Linked DNA regions of Sus scrofa: regions 2 and 3 are each linked to region 1. Evidence: chromatin contacts called from public Hi-C and HiChIP or PLAC-seq data. All regions are on one chromosome and are shown on one strand. Each heading gives the region's core, a stretch centred on a gene start, on an enhancer-like site or on the middle of the called end of the contact. The rest is flanking DNA. Distances are from core to core; before and after follow the strand shown. Region 1 holds the start of SENP5 (sentrin-specific protease 5). Region 2 holds the start of WDR53 (WD repeat-containing protein 53). Region 3 holds the start of RNF168 (E3 ubiquitin-protein ligase RNF168).

Region 1 (3,666 bases), core at 664-3,163:
AGCTATAATGGAAAAAAATAAAAATCATTTATATAAAAATAAATAAATAAAACAAATGAACTATTTTTCCTAAGAACACTTGAGGGGAATTGTGGCTATTTAAATCAAAATTTCTCATGACATCTAAAAAGAAAATTTTAAAATAAAACCAAACATATCTTTACTATAACTGTATAACTGAAAGGCAAAAAATTTCAACAGCATAAAATTGTGAGAGAGAGAAAAGAAAAAATAGGAGTTCCCATCATGGTTCAGTGGTTAATGAATACCGACTAGGAATCATGAGGTTTTGGGTTCAATCCCTGGCCTTGCTCAGTGGGTTAAGGATCTGGCATTGCGTGAGCTGTGGTGGAGGTCCCAGACGTAGCTCAGATCCTGCGTTGCTGTTGCTGTGGCTGTGGTGTAGGCCAGTGGCTACAGCTCTGATTAGACAGACACCTAGCTTGGGAACCTCCATTTGCCATGGTGCAGCCCTAGAAAAGACAAAAAGACAAAAAGACAAAAAAAAAAAAAAAAAAAAAAAAAAAAAAAGAAAGAAAGAAAGAAAGAAAAAAGAAAAAATGTTTTCCAGAAAATAAAAAAGAACATAGAAAATCAAGACACTTGAAATCTCCATCATTCTTACCCCTCAAAAAAAGGAATTTAGTAAAGAAATTTAATTTATTGAATTCAAAGAGAATGTTTCACTTCCAAATTAAACACATCAAGAATTTGTTGATATGATAAAACATCAAATTTAAAAAAACCCCTAAAAGCAGAATTGACCAAAGGTAGAATTAGAACTGATTGAATCTATGATATACATAGATCACAGTAAGAAAATAATAAGAAAGACTTGGTTAAAAAGTGCCTTAGGAAGAACAGAATACAATAAATTGTTAAGAAGGGCTATTATAGATAACAGCGAAACAACGAAAAGATTGAAACTGAAAAAATAAAATTTTGCATTTGGAATGGATAAGCAATGAGATCCTGCTGTATAGTTCAGAGAACTGTATCTAGTCACTTGTGATGGAACATAATGGTGGATAATGTGAGAAAAAGAATGTATGTATGTACATATGACTGGGTCACTTTGCTTACAGTTAAATTGACAGAACACTGTAAATCAAGTATAATGGGAAAATTAAACATCTTCAAAAAATTAAAAAAAGATTTTCTACCTGTCAGGATATCCTATTATAATTATTTATGTCTTCGCACAATTAGAATGAGGGCTTGCAAGAGAGACTACTTCATGTTCACATTTTAAAAATGCTTGTTGAAAGAGTAGTGCTTCAACATATTAGGCTTAGGTCACTTTCCTCTCTCTTCAGAAAGAGAATAGTAAGTTTTTTGAACAGACTTACTAAACACTTGTAGGCCAGTCACGATTCAGTGGCGGCTGGGGCTACAAGGGCGAATAAGTCCGAGCTTTGCCCTCCAAGAGAAGTGTTCTGAGTTGAGGAGAGGCGGGGCAGAGGCAAAGAGGCACATCACAATGCGAAGAGGAAAGATCACCAAGGGAAAACGGAGAAGAAAAACCTGGGGCAGGCCTCAAAGTGCATTCTGAGCAGGAAAGTGGTCCCCTGCTTTTGGCAAAAAAGTATTAGCGGAGGGAGGCACCATTATAGTAACTGTGGTCTGCCTTAGCCCTTTGGAAGTTAAAAACTTGGCAGCAGACTGAACAGAAGTCTCAAACCCGCTTTACAATTTCCAGATCGCAGTTTCTACAGTCCTCACGCGCTGGGAGGGAGGCGCGGGGTTGGGGAGCGAGCTCGGATCTCAGTCACTAGCAGAGGAGAGCTGCCGAAAGACATCGCAGGAGGGCTGTGCGCCGCCGGAAGCAGTCGGAAGGCGGAGCCACGCCCCCAGCGCCAAGCCCCCACTCGCTCCCCGCCCCCTGCACGCGGCGCGGGCGGGGCTGAGGCGGAAGGGCACAGCAGGAGGTGACGATGTAAGTGAGCGCCGGCGTCGCGGCTGCAGCTCCAGAGGAAGCTCGGCGGCTGTGGCCGCTGTGAGCAGGCCGGGCACCTCCTGGCTGACGGGGCTTCCCCTAAAGCCGGCGAAGGCGGGGCCACAGTCGGAGCCGCCGCAGTATCTGGACCTACGGCGGAGCAAGTGCCGGCAGCGAGGGACGTAGGTAAGGTGGTGCGTGGGTGTCAAATCAGCTAATGACTTACCGACCAGGTTTGCTGGCCATTCCCGCGCCAGTGCGCGCCAGCTCAGCATCCCGGCCTGGAGGCCTCGAGCTCTGTTCTTCACCCACTGCCGAACCAGAGGCAGCGGATTTCTCACTGGGCTTGCCGTGCCTTTCTGGGGGTGGGGAAGGAGCTCGTCTCGAGAGACTGCTACCCTCCTCGCTTCCTCTCCAGTCCAAGGTGTACCGCGCAGAAGCGGAGAGAGCTTAGCGCCCCCGAACGCTCCTGTAGCCGGGGGAAGAAGCTTTGAGAGGAAGAGCTGCTGATGGAGGCTCCTGCCGTCCTGGGTTTTATTTGTTCGGACACTTCTGCTTCCTTCCTGCTTTTGGTTCCTTCCTTCTTACTCTTGGGACCCTGTTAGTGAACCGGTATGGCACAATTGAATGTTTGGGTGGTGGGAAACCTGCTTTTCCATTCTGTTTATACTGGGCAATATCAGCCCTCGTTCCACTGTACGACCACTCTTTGGGAGGACGAGGGGTCCGGAGAGGATGTTAGGAGATAAGGGTTTTGGACTTGGAAGCAGAAGAGCGGAGTTGAAATCCTGGCCTGCCATTTGGTAGTGGTTTTAATCTCGTATAGACCTTTTTAATCCATGTAGTATGGAACTTTCTTATACCTGTATAAATTAGTTGGGAGAATTAAATGAAGAAAGCAGAAGGTTAATCATGAAATATGTTGGGAGTCAGGTTAAACTCAGTTTAAGAATAACGAGCACATTTAGTGGTAGGTTCTTAATTATGTCTTTTACCCAGAGTAACTAAGCTTGGTATGGTGAAGGATACTGGACGAGACACCAGGATCTTGTGTGATTAAAACCTAACTGCAGTCTCTGCTTTGGATTGGGCAGCATTAGAAAGAAATCAGTTTCTCCTGGTGATCCAGCTGTCTCATACTTCTTGATAGCACACTATTGGTATGTAAGGTGTGACCTAACTCAGTTTTACTCCTTTCTCAACATAGCTGGTAGGCCCTTTCTAGGAGAAAAGCTGGGAGGAGCGTCATTCACACCTTGGCCCACTTTAGAAGGAATTTTCATTTTTTGAGGACTCCTCCCTCTGCCTTTAAGACATTTCTTCATGATGATTGAACATGTGCAGAGAGTAAATAGGAACTTGAATTCTCTGAGTGGCTGGACATTACAACTCTAAATTAATCTGAGGGGATAACCTTTCTATTAGTGAGAGAAAAACATTGGTTTCTCTGAGGTTTAATAGACCTTAAGTTAGAGAAGTGTTTGGGGAGGAGGAAAGGAAGATGCAGTCAGTGACTTGTGGGAGTTGAACCTGTTCTTAAAATTGCTTAGTCAGATAAATTAAGGATACTTGCCTTTCCTCATTGGAACATGATTACGCTCAGTGGAGCATGATGAAGCGCAGTCTTCATTCAGTTCCTTTGACACAATTTGGAATTTTAAGTCATGGATATGGAAGAGACCTTGAGGGTCATCTAATTCAGTGGTTCTAAAACCTGGAGGGGCATCAAA
Region 2 (3,738 bases), core at 147-2,646, 290 kb before region 1:
ACAAAACTTGGACCGCCTTCTTTGGATGCCCGATAGTTGACAGCTGAAAAATGAATAAATAAAACTCCCTAGCCTGAGATTACACTACTATTTAAATAATATGAAAGACAGTCACTATCACAGTAATAAATATGTCAACTTTTCTTCACATGTTTGAGTTTTCCAAAGTTAGTCTTGATGTGAGGATGCTAGACAGCACCCGAAAAGACTGAAGGGCTGTGGCACTGGCCCTAGTAAGAATAAAAAGAATCTAGATTACTAAGCTTGGGGGGAAGCATCTGGGAGGAAGGAACTGGCAAGTAATAATCAAATACCACCTATCAGAGAGTGGAGATGATAGGTGCTACTGTTTTTATTGGAGAACAAGAAATGGATTACAAACAGCGGGGGAGTTGTTTTTTGGAAAGATTCCTTACTACATAAATGTAAGACAGTGTAACTGTCTACTAAGGGACTCTGTGAACCCTATTATTATAACAATTATCTCAGAGTTTTTTTTGAGAGTTTATTAGGAACTCCCCGGTAAAGGGCCCCAGTAGAGTGCATGATTATTATTTTCTCTTGTCAAGCATCCTTTAAAGGCTGTCAGAAAACGTTCTGGTCACTTAGGAAAACGTAGTATGACCAAACAATGCTGAAATACTTTCCCTCCCAAGAAGCCTTCTAGAATTACAGCCTCCATGTCATTCGCCCTATGGAATGTTTAATTAAAAACACACTGCCTTAATTCACCTACTAATCAGTGGGTTAGTAGGAAAGAATGGAAAAAGTCACATTTTATCCAAAAGAATGTAGCACTTAAACGGCACTTTAAGGTTATCCGAACATTGGCGGGGCGGGGGGAGGGGCGTTCAAAGGTGGCGACCTCATTTTCCGTATATACGCTAGGACACATGTTGTGATAATCACTGGTACTAATACCAAGAGAGAACAAGATAGCTTGACCAGGAAAACACGACCTCAGCTGCCAAAGGTAAAGAAGATCCAACTCAAACCTAAGGTGGCGGACCCATAGGGAATGGCTAATAAGGAGAGGGAAGTTTCGTGCGTTAGGTTGGCCAGTAAGGCAGGGACCCAACTGACTCGGGGGAACCTTACAGGAAAAGGGATCCAGGAAAGCCGACGCGACACCACTAGACCAAAATGATGAAAAGGCACTGGAACATAGCCTTGAACCCACCAGCGCCAGCCTCATACCTGAGCTTCCCGCTTCCCTCCTAGGCGCCTGATGATGACCTCACCGGTGGGCGCCCAATCCCATCCAGCGTCGGGCGGGGGGCGCCTCAGCCAAACAGTCACATCCGGGGCCGAGAGGAATCGCGCGCAAGCTGGGCGTGCGCCCTTGCTTCTTGCCCTCAACCCGCATGGCGGAGCCACCGGCGCGTCGCGGGGAGGCCGGGCGAGTCTGGCTGTTCCGGCGCCCGCGCTGAGCCGCTAGGGAGGGGCGGGGGACGCAAGTGCGGCCGGTGCGTCTGCCCTCAGTGAGGCGGGGCGCGCGGCGGACGCCCCTGGGCAGGGGCGGGAGTGGTGGAGGGGCCGGGCGGTAGGCTGTGAAAGGGGCGGTGAACGAGCTGCTCCGGTCTCAAGGCGAGGCTTGGCCTCCGGAGCAGGGACGGGGGTAAGCAGCGGCGGCGGCGGCGGCCCTCGGGCCAGCTGGTGAGGCGATGGCGGCGCCGGGCCCGGGAGCTGGGGCAGCCTCGGGCGGCGCTGGCTGTAGCGGCGGCGGCGGCGCGGGCGCAGGCTCGGGCTCCGGGGCCCCGGGGGCCGGGGGCCGGCTGCCCAGCCGGGTGCTGGAGTTGGTGTTCTCCTACCTGGAGCTGTCCGAGCTGCGGAGCTGCGCCCTGGTGTGCAAGCACTGGTACCGCTGCCTGCACGGCGATGAGAACAGCGAGGTGTGGCGGAGCCTGTGTGCCCGCAGCCTGGCAGAGGAGGCTCTGCGCACGGACATTCTCTGCAACCTGCCCAGCTACAAGGCCAAGGTGAGGGAGCCCCACGCCACGCCGCTGCCCCCAGTCCCGCTCCTCCGCGCCACTCTCAGAGCTTCTCAGCTAAGCTTCTGAGTCAAAAGCCTCGCTTCACCATCCCGCCTTTCCACCGCTCCAGTCAATATCTTACCTCACCTCCCCCTGCCATAAAGATCCTCTTCTCTTTGGATTGAAGTTCTGCTCCTTAACCCACCTCACTTCCGTGATACACTTTTTAAAGGACCAGATGGTTTCCCAGCCCTGCTTTCCGTCACTCATTCTACTTTCCACAGTCTTTCCCCTTAAAAACAGATCACCCCATTGTTGTAGCTTTCAATACTCTCATCCTATTTTTCTCTCTGCCCTTTATTAGATTACCTCAGCTGCCTTAACCTTGGCTTGGTTTCTGAGATCTTTGCTTTCACCTCACCTTTTCCAAGCTCTGACTTATAACCTTTTCTTTATTTTCGCCCGAGTATTCCAATTCCCTCCACTTTTTTACAGGCTTATAAATGAGTATGACCCACGGCATTCTGCTAACTTTCAAGATCAAGACTAATAGAACATCCTCCCATCAGCTGTACTTAACCGTCATAATACTGCCATGTCCTACTATTATTGGCTACTTCCTTGCCAACTTTTTTATAGTTCCACCTTGATAGAGTGTCTCTTAAGTTCTGTTTGTCATCTAACATACTGCTTCCATATATGCTGCCTTTTTTTCCCTGCCAGATTCTTGTTTGTTGTCTTGCCTTCATTTGCAAATAAACATGTCAGATAGCAGACCATGGTAGCACTGAGAGGATTCTTCAAGCAATATGAACGAAAGGCCTTAAACTTGGGTTCAGTTGAATGGAAACAGCTGTACAGAGTAATAGTCACCAAAAGCATATGTGAGAGAGGATAAAGTCTAGAATGTGGTAAACATAAAAATAACATTAACAACTAAGAAGGGATGACATCCCCTTTTAATGCTAGACTGCCAGCGGGGCCAGAGTAAGGAGTAAATTGTTTTTTTCCATGTCAGATGGATGTAAAATTTATTCTTCTGTAATAAAACAGGATTTAGCTTAATAAGAAATATTTCTGTTAAATATGTCACCTGTCAGTTGCTTTTCTAGTAAGTGAAGTAACATGTTTATTTATGAGGACAGTATTTATACGTGATAGATGCTCAGTGGATACTGGTTATAATTCGTATGGTAGAGTGCAGAAGATTACAGTTCTGTCCTACTGTACTCGATTAACATGTGGGTTTCGTAAGTTTTATTTAACTTTTATTTTTCCATAAAGTTTATTGTTTTATTTTAAATTATTTGCAGTAGATATGGTCACATGATTCAAGATTCATATAATGAGTTGTAATAGATGATGTGTTCATGCGAGTCAACCAAAAGAAGCAAGGCGATGTAAAGCAAAATATTTTCCTTTTGTCCTTCTACCCCCACCACTCAGGTTGAAGGCAACCTATGCTACCTATTTCTTTTGTATCCTTTCAGAGATATTTTAGGTTTCTTAAGTTTTTCATACTTTGTATGCCTTTGTACTACCTGCACTCTAGGTTTTATAGACTTGTACTTATCACATGTACATTCAGATGTTGCAGGACATCTCCTGAGTATCTTGAAGATAAAAGATTAATTCAGAAGGAGTCAGATAGCCTAGTAGGGAGGTATTCAGTCTAGTAGAGGAGAAAAAAATATATAGAAATGACTAGTGGTTATTAGTTAGAAATGGTAGAAGTTGTTTCTGTTAGATATGTATATATATGTAC
Region 3 (3,869 bases), core at 121-2,620, 360 kb before region 1:
CTAAATGAATGGAGATGTATAGGCAAGAAAGTTAGAGAAAAGTAACTGAAAATAAAAAAAATATTAACACAGGAATCCAGCAGTTTCCTTACTTCTGCTGCTGCCATACTGACTGTTGCTCATCTGTGACTATTTATATAACTTTCGACACAATTTAAGACCCTAGTAGGTAATTCTTTTGTTTCTTTTTTTTTTTTTTGGTTTTCTTTTCATTTTTAACCCAACAAACACCGACCAAACTAAGCCTATGCCTTAAAACAATGAACCAAATCTTGCCATTGTGACCTTAACCAACATTTTAGGGCCCATTAAACTCAAAGATGTGAAAAATTTGGACAAATACTAACCCAGATTTTCTTTTTTTATCCTTGAAAAAAAAAAAAAAGACTAGTGATGATTCGCTTTTTAAAAGATTTTGGTTTTTAGACAATGAACAAGCTGGATTTTTACTCACCAATTTCCTCTGATTCTTGCCCAGAGGCTCTAAGCTTGCATTCTTTTGGATAGTGTTTCTGAATTATCTTCCACAGTTCCATGTTGACAAGAGAATTTGTTCGGGTGCGGTGTCGAGTCCACGAAGAGACTCGGCGGCGACAGAAGGGGCAGCACAAATTTGCTTTTTCGACAGTCGACTGGAAGCATGGTTTACACAGCGTGTGGTTACAAGGGAGTGTCACAGGCTCAAATAGAATTTCCACACAGATCTGGCACTGGCATTCCGACAATGAAGGGATGGCGTCCTTGGGTACAGCCATTTTAATATGCTAAAAAGGCATATTCAATCAACATCAACACCTGAAAGAGAAAGAATCCTCATCTACAGCCCAAGTTCGGAGAAAGCGAATTAAGTTTTGTGTTTAAATTTTATGCCCAGTAGCCTACCAGAATTCAGAGACTGGGAACATCAAATGTCTTTAAAGCAAAAAAGTGTTCTGAGGGTCAGGTAAACAGTACGACCGTGGAAGGAAGTGTGTTTGTCCATGTTAAGACAAACGTCCGAAATGAAAACAAATGAACCTTGACTGCTCCCAGCATTAACAGCCGTTGCGGCAGGGCGGATGGTGGGCTCTCTGGCCCCCGCAGGAGGCACGCGCCAAGTTCCCCTCCTTTCTCTTACCAGGTGAGGATGCTCCCGTAGCTCCCGGAAGCCAAGCCGCAGACCGCAGAGGCGCGCAGCTACGCAGCCACCGCTAGAGGAAGAACGCTTCTTCCGCCCGGACGAGGAGCTCCGAAGGAGTAGGACTTCCGTTTTACCATTGTCGGGGGCCGCGCGCGAGCCCTTCCGGGCGCTCTGAGCCCGCCCCTCCCTCTCTTCCATCTACCCAAAAGCCTAACCTTGGCGCGGTGCTGTAGCAACCCGACAAGGGCTAGTGACGTCACGACTGCCCGCCAAAACAGCCCCTCCCACCTAGAGAACCAACCAAAGGTAGAGAGGGCTAACATTGGGGCGGGACTTCCGAGTCTGCGCGCGCTGCCCGACCCGAGCCCCGCGCCCCGCCCCCCCAGAGCTGGTCTTCTCGGTGTGTTGCAGTCCTTTCTTCGCAGACCCTGCGTCGTCACATTGACTGCACTTTAGTATTTCCCTCTTGATTTCTGCTCCCAGAGGCTGCAGAAATCAGGGTATGTCGCAAGGTTGGTCTCTTGTCAGAAAAAGTGAAACTTAAAGGCAAATTAAAAGCCGATGGAGTTCCCGCTGTGGCGCAGTGCTTTAAGGGTCCGGTTTGCCGCGGAGGCTAGTTTGATCCTTGGCCCTGTGCAGTGGGTTGGGGATCCCAGATTGCTGAAGCTGCTGCATAGTTCTTACCTGTGGCTTGGATTCGATCCGTGGTCCTGTCACTCTTCTGTGCAGTGGGTGCGCCCCCCCCAAAAAAGCTTGACAATAATTTTTAAATTCTTCCCTTAGTACTCCTCAAACTACCCTTGTTTCTTTTCATTTGTAAGGAAGCCTCTTAGGTCGCTTTCCAGAGTTCTTGTAAAAGCATCTCTAGGATGATTTCTGAGAAAGGCTGTGGTCAAAGAATCTGCAAACTTGCTACAATTTAACAGGTACTTGGGAAACAAACTGTAGGACTGGCAGGATCCTGGGGCTTAGCCAACATGTGCATCAATTATAAGGCACTGCTTTATTGTTTAATTTCAGTCTAGACCAATCAAAATTACAAAAGAAGTCAAAAGGAAAATATTTTAACTTTATGCATTTTGAAATGTTTTCCCACTTGGTTTTGTTAAGGCAGCTGCTCAACAGCCCTGCGCTGCAGCGTATCAGCTCTAGCGACAGCCCTGTGGCTGCAGTGTTTCAGCTCTTTTACCCAGGGAGAAACCAAGTGAGCACTGGGAAAGTTGGAGAATTCACGTTTATTATGCCGGCAGGCTCAGAGGAGATTGCTCTCCAGAGTCTGAGCCCGGAAGAAGTCTTTCACAAAGTTTTTATGGGCTACCTCTTCTGAGCTCCTGCTTGGCGGACCAGAGTGAGGTCAGGCAAGGTAGTAGATGCGGAAGCAAGCTTACTGCAGCAGATGCGTGAGGGAGGGGTGGTTAGGGGCAGGTGGCTGGACTTTGCTTAGTCATCATGACGGGGGGGGGGGGGGTGTCTCTCCTTTCTACCTTTTTTTTTTGTCTTTTTGCTATTTCTTGGGCCGCTCCCGCGGCACATGGAGGCTCCCAGGCCAGGGGTCGAATCGGAGCCGCAGCCACTGGCCTACGCCAGAGCCACAGCAACGCGGGATCCAAGCCTCCTCTGTGACCTACACCACAGCTCATGGCAACGCCGAATCCCCAACCCACTGGGCAAGGCCAGGGACCGAACCCGCAACCTCATGGTTCCTAGTCGGATTCGTTAACCACTGTGCCACAAGGGGAACTCCTCCTTTCTACCTTTTTATAGGGATATTTTCTCCTACAGTTAGAGACAGAGGCTGTGGAGGAAGAGAAAAGAAAGTCACTGCCTGAAAAGTCTTTAAGGTCTTTGGGGTTTGCTAAGGTTATTCAGGCTGGGAAGGTAAGTGTTTTCCAGATGAAGCCAAAACTAGGAGGTGTGGGTCTTTTGTAAAGTGTTTTGGGAGCTTTTGTTTTGTTTTTAATGTGTTTCATAAAGCTAGTTATCATCCAGTTGTCCATGGTATCAATCCTTAGCCTGGGATTCCAGGCTCCCTAGTATGGAGCCAACATGCCTTTCCCTTGGAATCTCCCATTATTCTTTCAAACATTCAGTTGTGATTCATTTACTGTCTTGTGCAAATCTTGTGCTTTCAGGCCATTGCTTGAAATCTCAATTTATCCTAAATAAGTTGCTTTGTGATTTTGCCTACCTCAAGGATCAGTTCAGTGTACTTCCTCCAGAAGGTATTTCTCCATCACACAATAATATCCCTCTTCTGAATTCAATCATATATTGCCTAGTGATTGTGTTTTTTATTATAATCTTATTGTCTAACACTTGCATTTAGATTTCTATTTTTCTTGTACCTGTGTCTTGTTTAATAGGTACATTTCATCCATTGCTCAGATTTCCCTGGTCTTATTTACTTTCTGGACCCACAGTACCTTCTTCTGACTGGGACTAACCAGTTGCATTTCTGGAATCTCTAGCTCCTCCTTCCATTTCTGGACTACTGTGATACATGGCACTGAACAGTGCAGGCACTGGCTTCCCAGTGGCTGCTATGAGGGCTCGGATGATGCATCCTGAAAGTGTTGGGGGTGGGGTGTCACTCCCCAAAGAGCAAATTTTGGCCAGTTGGAAACAGTAGAGTGAGCACAGTAGAGAATTCTCTTTCCTTTCTATTGAAAATAAGCCCCCTCACACACACACCCTAAAGTTCCCTGTGACTAACCTCTCAATCCAAAACTGTGCTTCATTTCTTATCCCA

Evidence for each region. Hi-C and Micro-C count contacts between places; a contact is called where the count stands out from the background. HiChIP or PLAC-seq counts read pairs in DNA pulled down with a chosen protein or histone mark.
Region 2: a Hi-C map of liver shows a contact between it and region 1, with 1.9 times the contacts expected there. The contact joins the promoter of WDR53 here to the promoter of SENP5 in region 1. A contact is called at or near these places in 1 of 5 promoter capture datasets (liver), 6 of 47 Hi-C or Micro-C datasets (heart right ventricle, liver and skeletal muscle) and 1 of 2 datasets of contacts at active chromatin or transcription factors (alveolar macrophages).
Region 3: an H3K27ac HiChIP or PLAC-seq map of alveolar macrophages shows a contact between it and region 1. The contact joins the promoter of RNF168 here to the promoter of SENP5 in region 1. A contact is called at or near these places in 1 of 5 promoter capture datasets (liver) and 2 of 2 datasets of contacts at active chromatin or transcription factors (alveolar macrophages and skeletal muscle).

The regions. Positions count from the first base shown.
Region 1 is chr13:133,267,715-133,271,380 of Sscrofa11.1, reverse strand. It overlaps SENP5 (sentrin-specific protease 5), which reads left to right and starts at 1,913. Exons shown (of 11, transcript XM_005670099.3): 1 at 1,913-2,122.
Region 2 is chr13:133,558,490-133,562,227 of Sscrofa11.1, reverse strand. It overlaps WDR53 (WD repeat-containing protein 53), which reads right to left and starts at 1,396. Exons shown (of 3, transcript XM_021070146.1): 1 at 1,198-1,396. It overlaps FBXO45 (F-box/SPRY domain-containing protein 1), which reads left to right and starts at 1,541. Exons shown (of 3, transcript XM_021070155.1): 1 at 1,541-1,979. The coding sequence starts at 1,665.
Region 3 is chr13:133,623,047-133,626,915 of Sscrofa11.1, reverse strand. It overlaps RNF168 (E3 ubiquitin-protein ligase RNF168), which reads right to left and starts at 1,370. Exons shown (of 8, transcript XM_021070157.1): 1 at 1,118-1,370; 2 at 455-795. The coding sequence starts at 755.